2 separate regions of the Mus musculus genome follow, and region 2 is linked to region 1. Evidence: chromatin contacts called from public promoter capture Hi-C data. All regions are on one chromosome and are shown on one strand. The core of a region is the stretch at or near the end of the contact, and the rest is flanking DNA. Distances in the headings are between cores, read along the strand shown.

What was found. Promoter capture Hi-C pulls out the DNA fragments that hold promoters and counts their contacts.
Region 2: a promoter capture Hi-C map of liver shows a contact between it and region 1, with 2.5 times the contacts expected there. The contact joins the promoter of Dchs2 here to the promoter of Glrb in region 1. A contact is called at or near these places in 1 of 39 promoter capture datasets (liver) and 1 of 484 Hi-C or Micro-C datasets (embryonic stem cells).

What each region holds. Positions count from the first base shown.
Region 1 is chr3:80,912,091-80,915,578 of GRCm38.p6, forward strand. It overlaps Glrb (glycine receptor, beta subunit), which reads right to left and starts at 1,570. Exons shown (of 10, transcript NM_010298.6): 1 at 1,427-1,570; 2 at 1-28.
Region 2 is chr3:83,125,928-83,129,415 of GRCm38.p6, forward strand. Dchs2 (dachsous cadherin related 2) reads left to right here and starts at 1,600. Exons shown (of 20, transcript NM_001357165.2): 1 at 1,600-3,488. The coding sequence starts at 2,021. It overlaps Gm10710 (predicted gene 10710), which reads right to left and starts at 3,319. Exons shown (of 1, transcript NM_001358023.1): 1 at 1-3,319. The coding sequence starts at 2,159. The coding sequence ends at 1,635.

The sequences.
Region 1 (3,488 bases), core at 320-2,819:
TTGAAAACGGAAGTTTCAGCAGCTCAATCTAGGAGAGAAAACAAGAAGGTATTCACACTTAGGGAGCATGTGATAAGCCTGTGACTTCCCTTTAAGGAGCTTCTCATGATGGCTACCCAACGGGCAATCGTATCTCAAATCCTACATCACTGAACGTTTGAGTGTCCTTTATATAGCAGGAAAGCCTATTTATAGTCATGGTGAGACTCAGTTCAAGTAAAGATATAGAGAAAACCAGGTTCTAGTAACAGACAATTGGAGATTGTACAATTTCCAAATCTGGGATTATATGAAATTAAAATTTGGCATTAAGTTGGAGAGTATTTCAAAATAGGTTCATACCTGTAAGGATACTTAACCCACTGTTAAAATGGTTCACTCTAGCTAGAACACTTGATGTCAAATTTTAAAATGTAGGTTGTATGGATTTCTATGCTTTTTTTTTTTTTTCAAAAAAAAATCACTAACGGACTTAATTCAAAGGAAAGCAACAAACAGAAAGGTAAAGGAAGACTGGCATGAAACACTCTAAACTCACTGCTTGTAAAATATCATTAAATTTGCATGCTACTTTGTACCCTAAAAATGCCATGCAGTAAGTTGACTTGTTAGTTTTCCCATTCGTGTGGGAACTCTTGTACCAGTCATCTTCAAAAGATAGTTCTGAGTAATAGTAAAGAAACAAAACTGGAAGTGTGCTTCAGATAATGTTCCTACCTACAAATTAACATCACTGCCTATGCCCAGAAGAGAATATCCTTGCCAAAGTACAATAAACAATACAGCAAACCCTCAAGCATTTACTAACAGCAGAATAGCTAAAAACAAACAACAACAAAAAACAAAACAAAACATCAACAACAAAAAAACCCTCTTCTGTGTGCTTTGTTTTCAGATCATAAAATTGTTTTCTGCAAACTGAGACCTAAACGCCCAATTCCCATCCCACTCTGTTATCTGGAGCACCAGTGTCCTGTATTTACCCGCCCCCTCTTCTCAGGTTCACCCCATATTTATCCTATACACCCCCAAAGCAGGCCCAAAGGGCATGTCACTAGGTCCTTCACCCGCAGCCACCTCTACCACTCTGGGATGAGAGTCCCAGTACTGCAATAGGTCTGTCCCCACTTGGCTCACAGCCCCTTATCCTCCTGGAGCGATGCTAGCTGCTACAGCCGGGCTCCCGCGCGACCCTTGTCCGCAAGGCTCTGTGGCTTTCCAGAACGGCCGGCCGCTGCAGGGCCAGGTGAGCCTCCCCACAGCACCCCAGGGCCCTCGGCGCCTCTGGTCCCCAAACCCCGGCCCCGGCCCCCGCGGGCATCGGACACTGCGTCTTGCACCGAGCCCGCCTCGGGCCCCAGCTCGGCCCCGCCGCAGTGCGCAGACCCGAAGCCCGCGCCGCAGGGAGCTCGCCGCCAGGCCTTACCGCACGCGCCCCTCAGCCCTCCGCCGAGGTGACGGCGGCGCAGGTGGCGGGCGCAGAGGCAGCTGCGACCAGCGAGTCCCGCCGCCGCCCGCGCCACCGCCGCCACCGCCGCCGCCGCCGAGTTTGACGCGCCTGCTCCGCCCCTGAGCGTGCGCCGTGGCGCGCCGCGGACAACTGCGGGGACCGCGGGCGGCGGAGGTCGCCACCGAGAGGGACGAGACGCTGCACGGTGGTGGTGGGGACGGGGATAAGGGAGGGAGAAGGGACCTTAGGGCTCTTTGGAGGGCATCATCGCAGGACCCCAGCGGGAGACTGTTAGAAAAGGAGCTAAAATAAAGGAGCAGGGCTCAAGAGGAGGTTTGTGGCACTAACTACATGATGTGGGACAGCAGTTGGCCTTCCTGAACCAAAGTGGACGAGATTCCTGTGGTTTCATCATCTTCTCTTTCTGCCTTCTATCTTAATGTCGGAATGATAATTCCAATTTCTGAAGTCTGATCTTTCTACTCAGGCTTCATGTGGTCAGAATCATTACAGTAGTATAGCATACATAGTGCAAGGAATGCTGCTCCTAACATTGGTTGCACAGTTGACATTGAGCACAACAGGGTCCCTTCATAGTGTCGCCACTGACCCTCAGTGTGTCTAGACAACTGTACATCCTTCTCAATTTTATAGACGGTGAAATTGAAATTCATGCCATTAAGAGATTCAATCACCTGGAGTTTACAGATCTTAAAAGAGATTTAGCAGTGATTTTGCATGGCAGTGCCAGTTAGTTTTTGCCTTTTGGTACTAAACTACTCTAGCTTTCATTTCCATAGTTAAGAAACAACTTCTTTTAAACTTAAGCACCCTACCCATTCCTTTAAGACCCCACAGGAGTTCATTCCCTCTCTTCATACAATTTCCCTTTCTGTGGGAAAATTGATGCCCCTTGCTTCTGTCGAATAAACGCAGTTTTGTTTGCTGAGGTCAGACTGTATCTCGGAATCCCATCTGCTTTCCTCAAGCTACTGCTGGAATATTATTATGCCCGTGCCTCCATGCCCACCTGATAATAACTCTTAAGGGAAGCCTAGCAGATTTGAACCCAAGTGAGCATGGTCCAGCCTTGTATGTAGAAGAGCAGATGTTCCACTAATTCATGTATAGGCCTGTTAAACATGAGAGAGGGGCATTCCCTCCACCCAGACACTGTCTTTCAGCTCCACAAAGCTTTCTGTGTCACAAGGGCAGCAATAACTAGGAAGCAATCCTTATTTCCATTGCTAAGTCACAGCTGCCTTGTTTTAAAGCTTCACTAAATAGAACAGCATGCCTTTTTTAATTATATCAAAACATGACCACACATTTTATTTTATTTTATTTTTATGTTTTGGATTTGTCAATTTGGTATCTCTTTCACATTTTTAAATATTTATTTATTTTTAACTGTCTTCATTAATTAAACTAATAAAATTTATTTTAAAATATACAATTCAGTATTTACATTTTTAAATCATCAAAATAATTTATAATAGTTAAATGCCTCTTAAATATACATGATATCTTCTGAAGCTAAAAGTAACACGCACTCAAACAGTTTTTAAGGTCTATTAGAAACATTAAACACAATAGAAGTAGAAAAAAATTCTCTTATGAAGTCCTCTATGTAAGGAAATTGTGACAGGTTCCTGATTAGACAGAAACAGTTCTGTGGCTTCATAGAATGAATTGGGAAGTGTTCCTTCTGTTTCTAGTTTGTGGAATAGTTTGAAGAGTATTGGTATTAGGTCTTCTTTGAAGGTTTGATAGAATTCTGCACTAAACCCATCTGGTCCGGAGCTTTTTTTTTTTTTTTTTTTTTTTTTTTTTTTGGTTGGAAGACTTTTAATGACTGCTTCTATTTCATTAGGGCTTATGGGATTGTTTAGATGGTTTATCTGATCCTGACTTAACTTTGGTCTTTGCTATCTGTCTAGAAAACTGTTCATTTCATCCAGATTTTCCAGTTTTGTTGAATGTAGGCTTTTGTAATAGGATCTGATGATTTTTTTGAATTTCCTCAGTTTCTGTTGTT
Region 2 (3,488 bases), core at 350-2,849, 2.2 Mb after region 1:
AGGGAAGAAGAGCAAGGTGGGCAATTTAGGAAGGAGTCTGAAACAAGAAGCTATCATGTAGGTTCTGAATAGGGGTTAAAGGCTTAGTGTTGGCTTTAGAAACAGTCTGAATGCTTGGTGGAGAACCACCTCAGAAGGGACCAGTGGTGGCAGTAGTTGTGGTGCTTTGTAAGACTCCTGATGCCTTTGCATTAAGTTGGAAAGAAGACTCCAAAGGCTCAAGCCTGATCTCCCAAATGCTTAAAGGCACTTGATCGATAAAAGGGAGGCTGACATTATTTTAATAGCATCTCTGGTTACATACAACACTGCCAAGAAAATCATTTGATTATTATTTTTTCAGGGGTACAGGTTGGTGTGGCTGCTAATTAGCAATGGCATGCATAGGCCACTCAATATAAGAAGGCGTTTCACTGGGGTTTCTGGGGAACTGTATGCTGGCCTTTTGGTCTCCCCCTAGCACAGAACAGTATCTAGGAAATTAATTCTTCCTTCTGGCTGAAATGCAAAATTGCAGAAACCTTTTGCTACATATGGCTGGCCGCTCTCAAGAGAGCAGACTCCTCTGGTGGAGCATACTTTATTAGAGGCCATTTGTCAGTTTCCATCTATAGCTGTGGATAGCAGGAGAGAAGCCCGAGACTACACAGGCTGAGGTGAATTGTCTTTGGATTCAACCCTAAGCTACTTTGGAAGAGCTATCAGATCCCTGCAAGGTTCTTCTCATAGGGCTGGAGGTAAAGCCGTGTGCTGGGGCTTATGCCACAAGGTCAATCCGCACATAAATCATCATCATAAAATATGCTGGCAGGTATGATGGCGCTGGATGCCTAAAAAGGTCCGCAAGCTCCATCCATTGTTGTCATCACAGGTGGCAGAGGGGAGTGACAAGACACTAGCACGCTGCTAAATAGTAGCTCGGCATAATAAAGCGTGCCATGTGTGTCACAGATTTTTTCGGGATTTCTGGAAGTTTTCTTTCTCCTTTCTTCTTCTTCTTTTTTTTTTCTCCAAGTTCCGCCTTCCCTGCTTTACAGTCAAACTGGCCCCAGCTGTGCATCTCCTTTTGACTCCATCTGTCCTTCCGCTGAGGAGGTGGGGTTCTCTCGCCAAATAGAGAGCACAAGTTTGTCTCCTTAAAGTGACCATATAACCCCCACCTTACATGGAGCCATGGGCAGGCTCGCTGCAGGGGCTGTTCTGAGGATGGAGAGAGCGAGCTTAGGGGCAAGCTACTGGCCTCTTCCCTAACCCAGTACACTTTGCACGCAAAGCCAAGCCAGACAACCCCATCAGCGTCACTGTCTGGGGCTGCGTGTCCATCCGGCTAGCCGTTTTTTAGTCCTTCTACAGAACCGAGGCTCGCAGGTTGGAATTCATCCCGGTGCGAGCCGCATCACGCACGGGGAGGGGACTAAGGAGTAGGAGGCCCAGTCAGAGGGGGCTCCACGGAGTCCCCAGCGCCGGGAGACGCGGGAGGTGGAGTGGGGTGGGTGGGGGAGCGGCCGCCCCTGTAGCAGTCTGCTGCCCGAGCGGCCCCTCCCACCGTTCCTCCCGCCCCGCGCCCCCTCGGCCTCCCCGCCCTTTCTCCACCCCCTTCCCGGCCGGATCCCCTTCCTCTCCGTGTGCGCGCTTTAAATAATTTCCTCCTTTTTGGCAAAAGAAATAATGCACCTGACTTTACCAGGGGGAAACAGCCAGCCGAGCAGAACAAGGAACAGATGTAAAAGGAATAGAAGAAGAGAGAAAAAGCGATGGGACTCCCTTAAAGACATCCAGAGGCTGGAGAGGTGGCCGCGGAGGCAGAGGCAGCTAGAGCCGCCCCCGCCTGCGTGAGCTGCGGCCAGAGGACGTCTGCACCAGTTGCAGATGCCACCTTGGGAACTCCCGGGTCTTTTCGTTTGTTTGCCAAAGTCTTTTCTTCCCTGGCTTAATACTGAAGAGGCTCCTGGGTTGCTCTGAGATCCCAATACAAGCTGGCAGCTAGCCGGAGCCTTCTTCCTAAAGAGCTGGAGGAGAAATGAGCCCTGCTGGGCGAAGGATGGGTGAAGGGCGTCAGCCGGCTGGGTCACCCCGTGGGCGGCCCCGCGGCGCCGGGGCGCAGAGCTCCCTGCTCCGGCTTTTCGTCCACGCCTGGCTGTGGGCAGCCTCGGGCTCATCTGCCCAGGTGTTCAACCTCAGCCTCTCGGTGGACGAGGGGCTGCCCCCAGACACACTGGTGGGTGACATTCGCGCGGGGTTGCCAGCAGCTCAGCAACAGGATGGGAATGGCTTTTTTCTTTCGGAGGACTCGGATGACTCCCCGCTGCTGGACGACTTCCACGTGCACCCGGACACTGGTATCATCCGCACCGCTCGGCGTCTGGACCGCGAGCGACAGGACCACTATAGCTTCGTGGCCGCCACGCTGTTGGGAGAGGTGGTACAGGTGGAGATCCGCGTCAACGACGTGAACGACCATTCCCCTCGCTTTCCCCGCGACTCCCTGCAGCTGGACGTGTCCGAACTCAGCCCGCCCGGGACAGCGTTCCGCCTGCCAGGAGCCCAGGACCCGGACGCGGGACTGTTCAGCATCCAGGGCTACACTTTGCTGCAAGCTTCTGACATGCCCCAGGATCCCACAGGACCCTTCTTCCAATTGCGCTATGGGACGCCGGGGTTACCGGCGTCGCCTTCCCTGCCGGTGTCCTCATCACCGCTGGAACCCTTAGACTTGGTGCTGCTGCGGCGCTTGGACCGAGAGGCGGCGGCAGCGCACGAGCTGCACATTGAAGCTTGGGACGGTGGCAGCCCTCGGCGCACCGGCCTCCTGCACGTGCAGCTGCGTGTGTTGGATGAGAACGACAACCCGCCAGTTTTCGAGCAGGGCGAGTACCGCGCCACAGTACGTGAGGACGCCCAGCCGGGCTCTGAGGTTTGTCGCGTGCGTGCTACTGATCGCGACTTGGGCCCCAATGGCTTGGTACGCTACAGTATCCGGGAGCGGCAAGTGCCCGTGGCGAGCGCAGGTGGTGGGCCACTGGGCGATCCGGGTTATTTTTCTGTGGAGGAGCTGAGCGGCGTAGTGCGGGTGCAAAGACCTTTAGACCGGGAGGAGCAGGCCTGGCACCAGTTGGTGGTCCAGGCCCGCGACGGGGGCGCCGAGCCAGAGGTAGCCACCGTGCGCGTGTCCATTGACGTGCTGGACGTGAATGACAACCCTCCTGCCATCCACCTGCTCTTCCTCACCGAGGGAGGTGCGGTCCAGGTCTCTGAGGGCGCCCACCCAGGCGACTACGTGGCTCGAGTCTCAGTGTCCGATGCCGACGGTGACCCAGAGAAAGAAGAGGAGGCTGCAGGGGTGCTTGGTGCACGCCTCCTTGGGGCGGGCAGTATAAAGTTGTCCTTGGAAAGTGGGAACGGAGTCTTTGCGCTGCGGCCCGGTGGTCCACCTGGAGTATTTTTCCTTTGCATCGAGGGCCTCTTGGACAGGGAAAGCCAAGATCTAT